3 separate regions of the Sus scrofa genome follow, and all the other regions are linked to region 2. The links are chromatin contacts, called in public targeted proximity ligation maps. All regions are on one chromosome and are shown on one strand. The core of a region is the stretch at or near the end of the contact, and the rest is flanking DNA. Distances in the headings are between cores, read along the strand shown. Region 1 has its middle 15 kb from the start of TRIB1. Region 2 overlaps NSMCE2 (E3 SUMO-protein ligase NSE2). Region 3 has its middle 58 kb from the start of TRIB1.

Region 1 (2,804 bases), core at 7-2,506, 180 kb before region 2:
CTGCCACAGGCACTGTCTGGATGGTGGGAAAGAAAATACCTATCCTTCTCTTTCCTTCCCCGCCCCCCCACCCTGTGCCCAACCTCCAGTTGGCTGAGCCAGCACCTGGGCGGGGAAGAGGGTAGAATGGCGCTATTCAGAGAGTTTTCCTGATGCAATAACTGATTGCAAAACGCTTGCATCCCTGAGCATTTTATGGAGGGTGGTAATTTTGAGCAGAAGCAGGAAACCCCAAACTCAGCCAGCTGCCAGAACAAGGCACTGCAGGTCAAATGCTAGTCCAGAAATACAGTTACCCCAAGGCTGGGGCATTAGAAAAAAACAACCAGAACACCACCAACAACCCTAGAGTTGATCCAACTCTTCCACACCCCTAATGGCATTTGATCAACTAAGTCTGCTCAGATGGGAGGGGGCAAAGCCAAGGCTCCATTTACAGCCCAAGGTCAGCAGATGAGGAAAGGGGAGAAGGCTGAAATCTGACCCCCAGCTCCAGGTCTAGAGCTCCCTGGTGACTGATGATGCTGAGGAGAGTTCCGAGGCAGGCAGAGGAGTACAGGAACCTGTAGCCAAATCTTGCCTCTGCATCATCAGCCTGGTCCCTTAACCTCTCTGAGCCTTACTTTCCTCCTCTGCGGGTGTGAGAGGGTTGTGGTTAAGGGTTTGAGCTCTGGAGTCATAAGGCCTGGACTTTAATCCTGGCTACACTCATAGCCTGCACGACCTTGGACAAGTCACATAACCTCTCTGTGTTCGTTTCCTTGCCAGTCAAGTGAGGTTTTTCTTTCTTTTTTTTTTTAGGGCCGCACCTGCTGCATATGGAAATTCCCAGGCTAGGGGTCGAATCAGAGCTGTAGCTGCCAGTCCACACCACAGCCACAGTCAAGTCAGATCTGAGCTGCTTCTTCAACCGACACCACAGCTCATGACAACACATCAAAATTGCCTCCTCATGGATACTAGTCGGGTTTGTTACCGCTGAGCCACGACAGGAACTCCAAATGAGCATTTTTAAACCCACCTACAGGCCTGCTGTGAGGATTTGCTTAGCTAATGCCAGTAAGGCTCTTAGCACAGGCCTGGGTTATAGCAAGCAGTCAATAACTGTTAACTATTATTGTTATCTGCAAAATGAAGAAGAGAGCTTTTGGAGATGAAAGGAAACAGCACATTCCATGTCCGTGTGTGTGTGTGTGTGTGTGTGTGTGTGTGTGTGTGTGTGTGTGTGGTGTTTTGGGAAGGAAGTGCAGGGGGGTTCCCCACAGATGGAATTGGAACCTTCTAGAAAGGAGGAAGAAGCAGAAGATGGGAATCTGCGCGGGCCCTGGGTCTGCTTTGGGATATTTCCTCTTGAAACAGCTATCTGGTCTTCACCTGTGTGCTCCCTCGACTCTTGCCTGTGTCCAGAGCTGCCCTTGTCCAGCCACTCCACATTCCCAGCATCAATTCCCTTGGAAGAACCATCTCAAGCTGAAAATCTTCCTGGCCAGAGTAGCGAAAGAGTCAAAATGTAAATACACATGGGCCTCAGAGTTTCATAACTGCCCTGAGTCATTTCTTTTCACAGAATACACAGCCATGGGACAAGTGTTCTGAGTCTTATCAGTGAGGCTCAACCCAAGTGCCTTCCAGACATTTCTCATCCAGGTCCTTTCCAAGCTTTCTCCACTGAAAAGATTCTCCGGCTGTTTATGCTAATGGCAGGTCAAGGTTCCAAAGAGGAAAACAGGACCCAGGCCTCAAATTTCTGCCATCAAACATCATTTCTGTCTTCCTAATTCTTGGCTATTCCTGACCATTTCTCAGCTGCCTCAGAGGTCTGGCAACTTGCCATGTATTAGTTAGATGTTCTTTAGTTTGCAAGTAGCTGGAATTATAGTATTACATAAATAGAGTTTTGGTTGTTTTTTTTTTTTCTCACATGAAAGAAATTCAAAACTGAACAAGGACTGTTGTCATTTTGGCAGCAGTGATGTCAAAGCCATACCTACTATGAGTTTCTTGCAACCTCAAGTTGCAAGATGGCTGCTGAAGCACCAGATGTCGCATCTACTCTCAAGATTGAAAAAGGAGAGAAGGGCACAAAATAGTGGTACCACTAGTGTCAAATATTCCAGTATCAGGTATTTATTGTTGCATAAAATACCACTATAAAACTTAGTGGCTCAAAACAACAATCATTTATTAACTTATGATTCTGAGGGTCAGAGTTTGGGCTGGGATCAGCCAGCAGTTCACCTGGGCTGCTGGGCTCATTCATGTGACAGCAGTCAGTTGCTGGCTCAGTGGGGCTATATCACCTGAGAGAGCCTAATTCACATAGCTGGAATTTGATGCTGGCTACTGGAGATGTGGTGACAGAAGCAGAGGTCAGAGTGATGCCATTGCTGGAAGGGGACCACAACCCAAGGAATGTGGGTGTCCTCTATAAGCTGGAAAATGCAAGGGATGGATTCTTCCTTGAAACTTCCAGAAAGAATAAATTGTGCCAACACCTTGATTTTACCCCAGTAAGATCCATTTTCAACTTTGGATATCCAGAACTGTAAGATAATAAATTTGTATGAAGTCACTTACATTTGCAATAAATTATTACAGCAGCAATAAGAAACTATCTCCAGAGTTTCCCTTGTGGCTGAGTAGGTTAAGAACCCAACATATCGTCCATGAGGATGCGGGATCCTTAACTCGGTGGGTTAAGGATCTGGTGTTGCCACAAGCTGCAGCATAGGTGGAAGATGTGGCTTGGATCTGGTGTTGCTGTGACTGTGGCATAGGCCCGCAGCTGCAGTTCAGATTCCACT
Region 2 (2,700 bases), core at 139-2,638:
TTTACTGGGAAGAAAATTCTAAGCCAGCATAAATGAGTAAGTGGATTTCAGTCCTCTGAAAGGGCTTTCTGGGTGTGGCTGAGATAGCTAGCTTTGAAAACTTAGCAACACAGGATACATTATGAGTAAGTTCTTTCCTTTTTTTTTTTTTTTAAACAATGATGCTAACTCACCAGATCCTTCTGAAAGAGTCCTTTTATTAATTTCAATGAAGTCAAGTAGAGAACAAGTTGTAATATGAAACACAATTTATGCAACTATGTTGAAATTCTCTGCCTGAGTTACATCTCCTAATGCAAGAATTTTATGGTAAAACAATTTCAAAACAACATCTAGCATTAGCTTAGGCTCATTTTGGTTTCAGGCTGTCTTTCTATACAAATCATAGAACTCCTGAGGCAAAATGATAGCGCCTTTAAGGAGGAGAAAAAAAAAAAAATCCTGTTCCCCACAGTTTATAATAAAAGAGCTGAAACTAAGCCTTGATTGAAATTATACTGTTAGGCAACTCCAGAAACTAAACACAAAAACATGGTAAAGATTGCAACATCAAGGGAAAACCATCTTCATCGATATCGTTTTAGATTCCCAGCCGTTCCTGACCCGAGCCCACATGAGAGCAACTGAACCTTCAGAGGCTTTCCCGCAGTCAGCCAACCAGCAACTCCCTCCTTCCTCAACCACGCGGGTTGCCCAGGGAAAGGCACGCAATACATTTAAAGGGCCAATAGAAATCCCGTGGGTGGGTTTGGTCCGCCTTTCAAAAACCAATGAACTTCCCATTATATAACCTTTAATACCAAGAGAGAAGTTTACAGTCACATACCCGACTAAACTATAAGGCAGGCTTCACTGCATGCCTCATCGTGGTTTTTTGTTGGTTTTTTTTTTTTTTTTTTTTTTTTTTAAAGAAGAAGTAAGGAAAAGTAAAAGAAAGAGTGTCCTGAATGACACAATCCATCTAACTCAGGTAATGTCAGAAAATTAATGAATCTACATGGTGGTACGACCTAGGCTTGCTTTTTGTGATGATTTTCAGGGCAATCTGAGGTTTTCAATCAGAAAAATGTAGGCATCTAAAAACATAAGCTCCATGACATTTTATTAATTCTTTATAAAATAAAGTCTTTTAACCACAGCAGAATTCTGAGAATCTGGCTTTTCCAGAAAGCCCAAGAAAAATACTTTAGTTTCACCATTCTCAAATTCATTTGACTTTGAAACAAAATAAACATATTACTCTATTTAATATCTTGCACAAGCGAATTCACAAGAATGAAATGTGTTCAGAGTTCCTAGAAAAAATGTAGCAATACAGGCTGCCAACTTGTTCAATGTCAAGCTCTAGGCAGTATAGCCACACTAGCAGTAAATGACTCAGAGTGAGTCACGCTTAAGCTATTTTTGCTTTTAAAGTACTGCCAGGCACTGTGTTAATATTCAACCCAGAGTAAATTTAGCCCAACAAGAAAACAAGTGTTTCCATGGCTGCTTCTTCACACTGTTTATGGTATATATGCAGCCATTAGGCACAGGAATCTAGCCAGATAAGTTAAGTAGAAATGCTCATCTATTATTTATATCCAGGCTTTGGAACACTGCAAACACGAAATGCATCTTAGGCTATTCTTTCAACTCCTTCTGTCTATCCGCCCCTCCAGACCCCAAAGAGCAACGACATAGAGAGGATACTATTAATGATTCATTTAAAAGTTTGTGCCGTGAAACTCTAGTGGACTGTTGTTCACGGATTTTATGTGGCTCTGTGTTAAGAGTCACAACGACCCATGTTTCTCTGATAGTGCGGCCACAGGGAAGTAAAGTGCTTTAAAAAGTATCTAGCAAAAACAGCAGGAAATGTGGGCTATAGATACCAAATAGAATCATTGCACAGTATCAAGTATAGTGAACAGTTAGCCTGGTAATGTGAACACTCAACAGGTGTTTAAAAAATAATGCCTGTTCTAATTTGAAAAGATACATGCACCCCAATGTTCACAGCAGCACAATTTACAAGCCAAGACATGGAAGCAACCTAAGTGTCCATTTATAGATGAATGGATGACAAAAGTGGGGTGTACATATACAAGAGAATACAGTTCAGCCACAAAAAAGAATGAAATAGTGCTATTTGCAGCAACATGGATGGACCTAAAGATTATCACACTAAGTAAAGTAAGTCAAAGCCGAATATCATATGATATCACTTATATGTAGACTCTAAAAAAAGATACAAATAAACTTATTTACAAAACAGAAACAGACTCACAGACATAGAAAACAAACTTATGGCTACCAAAGGGGAAAGGGGGTGGGAGAGGGATAAACCAGGATTTGGGGATTAACAGATACATACTATTATATATAAAACAAACAAGGACTTACTGTATAGCACAGGGAACTATATTCAGTATCTTGTAATAGCCTATAATGGAAAAGAATCTAGAAAACATGTATTTATATGTGTATACACACACACACACACACACACACATATAACTCAATCACTTTGCTATATACCTGAAACTAACACAACAATGTAAATCAACTATACTAGAAAAAAAATATATTGGTGGTGAGAGATGCATGGCTAATAACCGACTGATCTAAAAAAAAAAAAATTTCAGTTTTTCAGAATATGCTATTTTTATTCCAAATGCACATGGAATTCTTACACTTGAATAGCACAGTGACTATGAG
Region 3 (2,700 bases), core at 152-2,651, 250 kb before region 2:
GGCTGCCCCAACTTGCCAAATGAGGGCAGTGACCTCAAATTCTGACTCAACCAGGCTCGAAGAGACAGTAACAATAATTTTTATATCCAGTGTCTGCCGCCAGCCTGCACTCTACTGGCTGCCAGGTAAACGGGCTCTGCTTCCTTTCAGGAAGCTCACAGCCCAGCAGGCAAGTAAAAGTTCCAAGGTGGCAGCTATTTAAGTCGCCATGCATGTGAACGGGGTCTGGAAGGTTCAAAAATAAAAGGGTTTACGAGTGGAAAGGTTTTTTTCTCTTTTTTCCAAAAAAGGAATTCTTTACAGTGTTATTTTTATGTTGTTTTTCCTATCAAAAGAAGCAAGGGTGAGGGGACGTGAATTCAACTGGTTTTTTAAAAAATAAAACATGTGATGGAGTTCCCATCAAGGCTCAGTGGTTAATGAATCTGACTAGGAACCATGAGGTTGTGGGTTCGACCCCTGGCCTTGCTCAGTGGGTTAAGGATCTGGCATTGCCATGAGCTGTGGTGTAGGTTGCATACGCGGCTCGGATCCCACGTTGCTGTGGCTCTGGTGTAGGCCGGTGGCTACAGCTCCGATTCAACCCCTAGCCTGGGAACCTCCATATGCCGCGGAGCAGCCCTAGAAATGGCAAAAAAAATACAAAATAAAAAATAAAATAAAACTTGTAAATGATTGAATCTGAACACAAATGCCCTTCCTTGTAGGCCTTAACAGTGGTCTGGGCATAAATCTAATTTCCCACACATCATCTCATTTTCTTTTTCTTCTTTTTTAATTTTATGGCCATACTTATGCCACAGCTGTGGCAATGCAGGATCCATTGATGCACAATGCTGGACTAGGGATCAAACCCACAGCAACCTGAGCCACTGTGGTGGTAGGATCCTTAACCTACTGCACCATGGTGGGGGCTTCACATCAAATCATTTTCTAATGTGTGATTAATATTTGACAAAGGGAAGTACTGGATCTTTTGTAAAATGAAGATATGCCCCCTAATTTATCGGCTCTGAGCATCTGTACTTTCATATTAGGTGAAGCTAGACCCACCTGCGGAAGGTAAGTGCCTTTTCAATGCTGTTGGGCAGCAGGTGTGTGTGATGGGTGGGGGCAATCAGAGAAGGCTTCCTGGAGGAGGCAAGATTTGGGCCACATATGTGAAAGCAGTCATCAGTGGGCAGAAGGGAAGGCTAGCTGAGAGCTGGAAGGACACAGGCAAAGGCCCAAGGACAAAAGCCCCCAAAGCTACCAGCACAGTCGGAGGGGAGGCCTTAGAAAGTCAGTATGAGCCCCTCCCCCTCCCCCATTGGCAGAGCTGCTTGGCCTCCAGGGCGCTCAGGTGGAAAAGCCAGTGAGCCAGGTAGAAATGAGTCACAAAGGTTTCATCACCGCAGTGCCCTTCAGTCTCTTCCTGTCCTGCTGCTGGGAAGCTGGGAGGCCGCCTTCTCACACTCAGAGGCTCCCACACCCACCCACACCAGGAGGCCTCAGCCCCGGCTGAATCCCACCTCACCTCCACCCCGCAGGATGCCCCACATACAGCCCAACACTGGAGCATCCCGGACACCGCACTTCCCCTCTCTGAGCCTCAGCCTCCTGGTGTGGAGAACGAAGCTGATAACATTCACCTTCTAGGGTTCTTGGCTGGAAGCAAGAGGAAAGTGCTAGACATCCTGCCTCACACCCACTCCTTAAGGAAGGGTCTGTCCAGCCCCCTACTCCCACACCCCCATCCTTCTGGCTGCCTCCTCCATGGACCTCTCCCTGGAGGGGCTGCATGCCACCCTCTTCCCCACAAGCTCTTTTGAGAAGCTCTGCCAAGACGGAGGGACCTGAGACGTGAAGGTTATACTAGAGCAAGTTTGGGATCAGACAGGGCTGGGAGAGCAGACTCTGAACATCCCTCCCCGCCTGGCTCCCCACACGCATTCACAGTAATAACAAAAATCCCCTTGGCTGGGCACCGACTAAGCCATGGGTCCTGGGCTGGGCGTTTTCACCCAGCAGTGCATGTGTCCCTCAAGGAAGCAGCGGACACACATGAAAACCGAAGCTTAGGGAAGTAAGCAGCTTGCCAAGAACGGCATGGCCTGCAGAGCCAGACCGCATGCTGCTTGAATCAAATGGCCGTGTCCTTTCTGCTGGACCAGCTTCCCAACGACCTTCTCACCGACCCTGCAACCCACCCACGTGCACTTCAGTCTCTCATTTGGGGCAGCCCTAGAGTCTGGTGGATTCACCCCCACCTCCTTTGCCCAGGTCCTCCTTTGGCAGAAAGGTGGGAAAACCAAATATTCAACTGCCCTATCTCCCTTGCAATTAAGGGGTTACCAGATGGCACCATTGTGACGGGTGAACTATAAGCAGAAATGTGCTGGGCAGCAGGGAGGCATCTGGGAAAGTTTATGACTTTCCCAATAAAAAGTAAACAGCCCCAGCTGGTGTCATCTCCTGCTGCTTCCTCCTGCCTGGCCGATGGGCACGATGCCCATCTCGCAACCAGAAGGCTGAAAGTCAACACACCAAGATGGCAGAGCACAAAGATTAAAAAAAAAGCCTGGATCTGGATGACACTGTTGAGTCGGACCTGCCTGCCTCCAGACTTCTTGTTTTGTTTTGTTTTGAAGTTCATTGTGTCCTTTCTTTCTTTCTTTATTTTGCTTTTTAGGGCCACACCCACAGCACATGTAATCAGAG

The links.
Region 1: a targeted proximity ligation map of alveolar macrophages shows a contact between it and region 2. A contact is called at or near these places in 4 of 47 Hi-C or Micro-C datasets (omental adipose tissue, retroperitoneal adipose tissue, skeletal muscle and 1 more) and 2 of 2 datasets of targeted methods (alveolar macrophages and skeletal muscle).
Region 3: a targeted proximity ligation map of alveolar macrophages shows a contact between it and region 2. A contact is called at or near these places in 1 of 47 Hi-C or Micro-C datasets (skeletal muscle) and 2 of 2 datasets of targeted methods (alveolar macrophages and skeletal muscle).

What each region holds. Positions count from the first base shown.
Region 1 is chr4:14,311,250-14,314,053 of Sscrofa11.1, forward strand. No RefSeq gene overlaps it. Among named protein-coding and RNA genes, the nearest start is that of TRIB1, 15 kb to the left of the region's middle.
Region 2 is chr4:14,488,878-14,491,577 of Sscrofa11.1, forward strand. The region is part of intron 4 of NSMCE2 (E3 SUMO-protein ligase NSE2); the gene reads right to left. Among named protein-coding and RNA genes, the nearest start is that of WASHC5, 110 kb to the right of the region's middle.
Region 3 is chr4:14,238,715-14,241,414 of Sscrofa11.1, forward strand. No RefSeq gene overlaps it. Among named protein-coding and RNA genes, the nearest start is that of TRIB1, 58 kb to the right of the region's middle.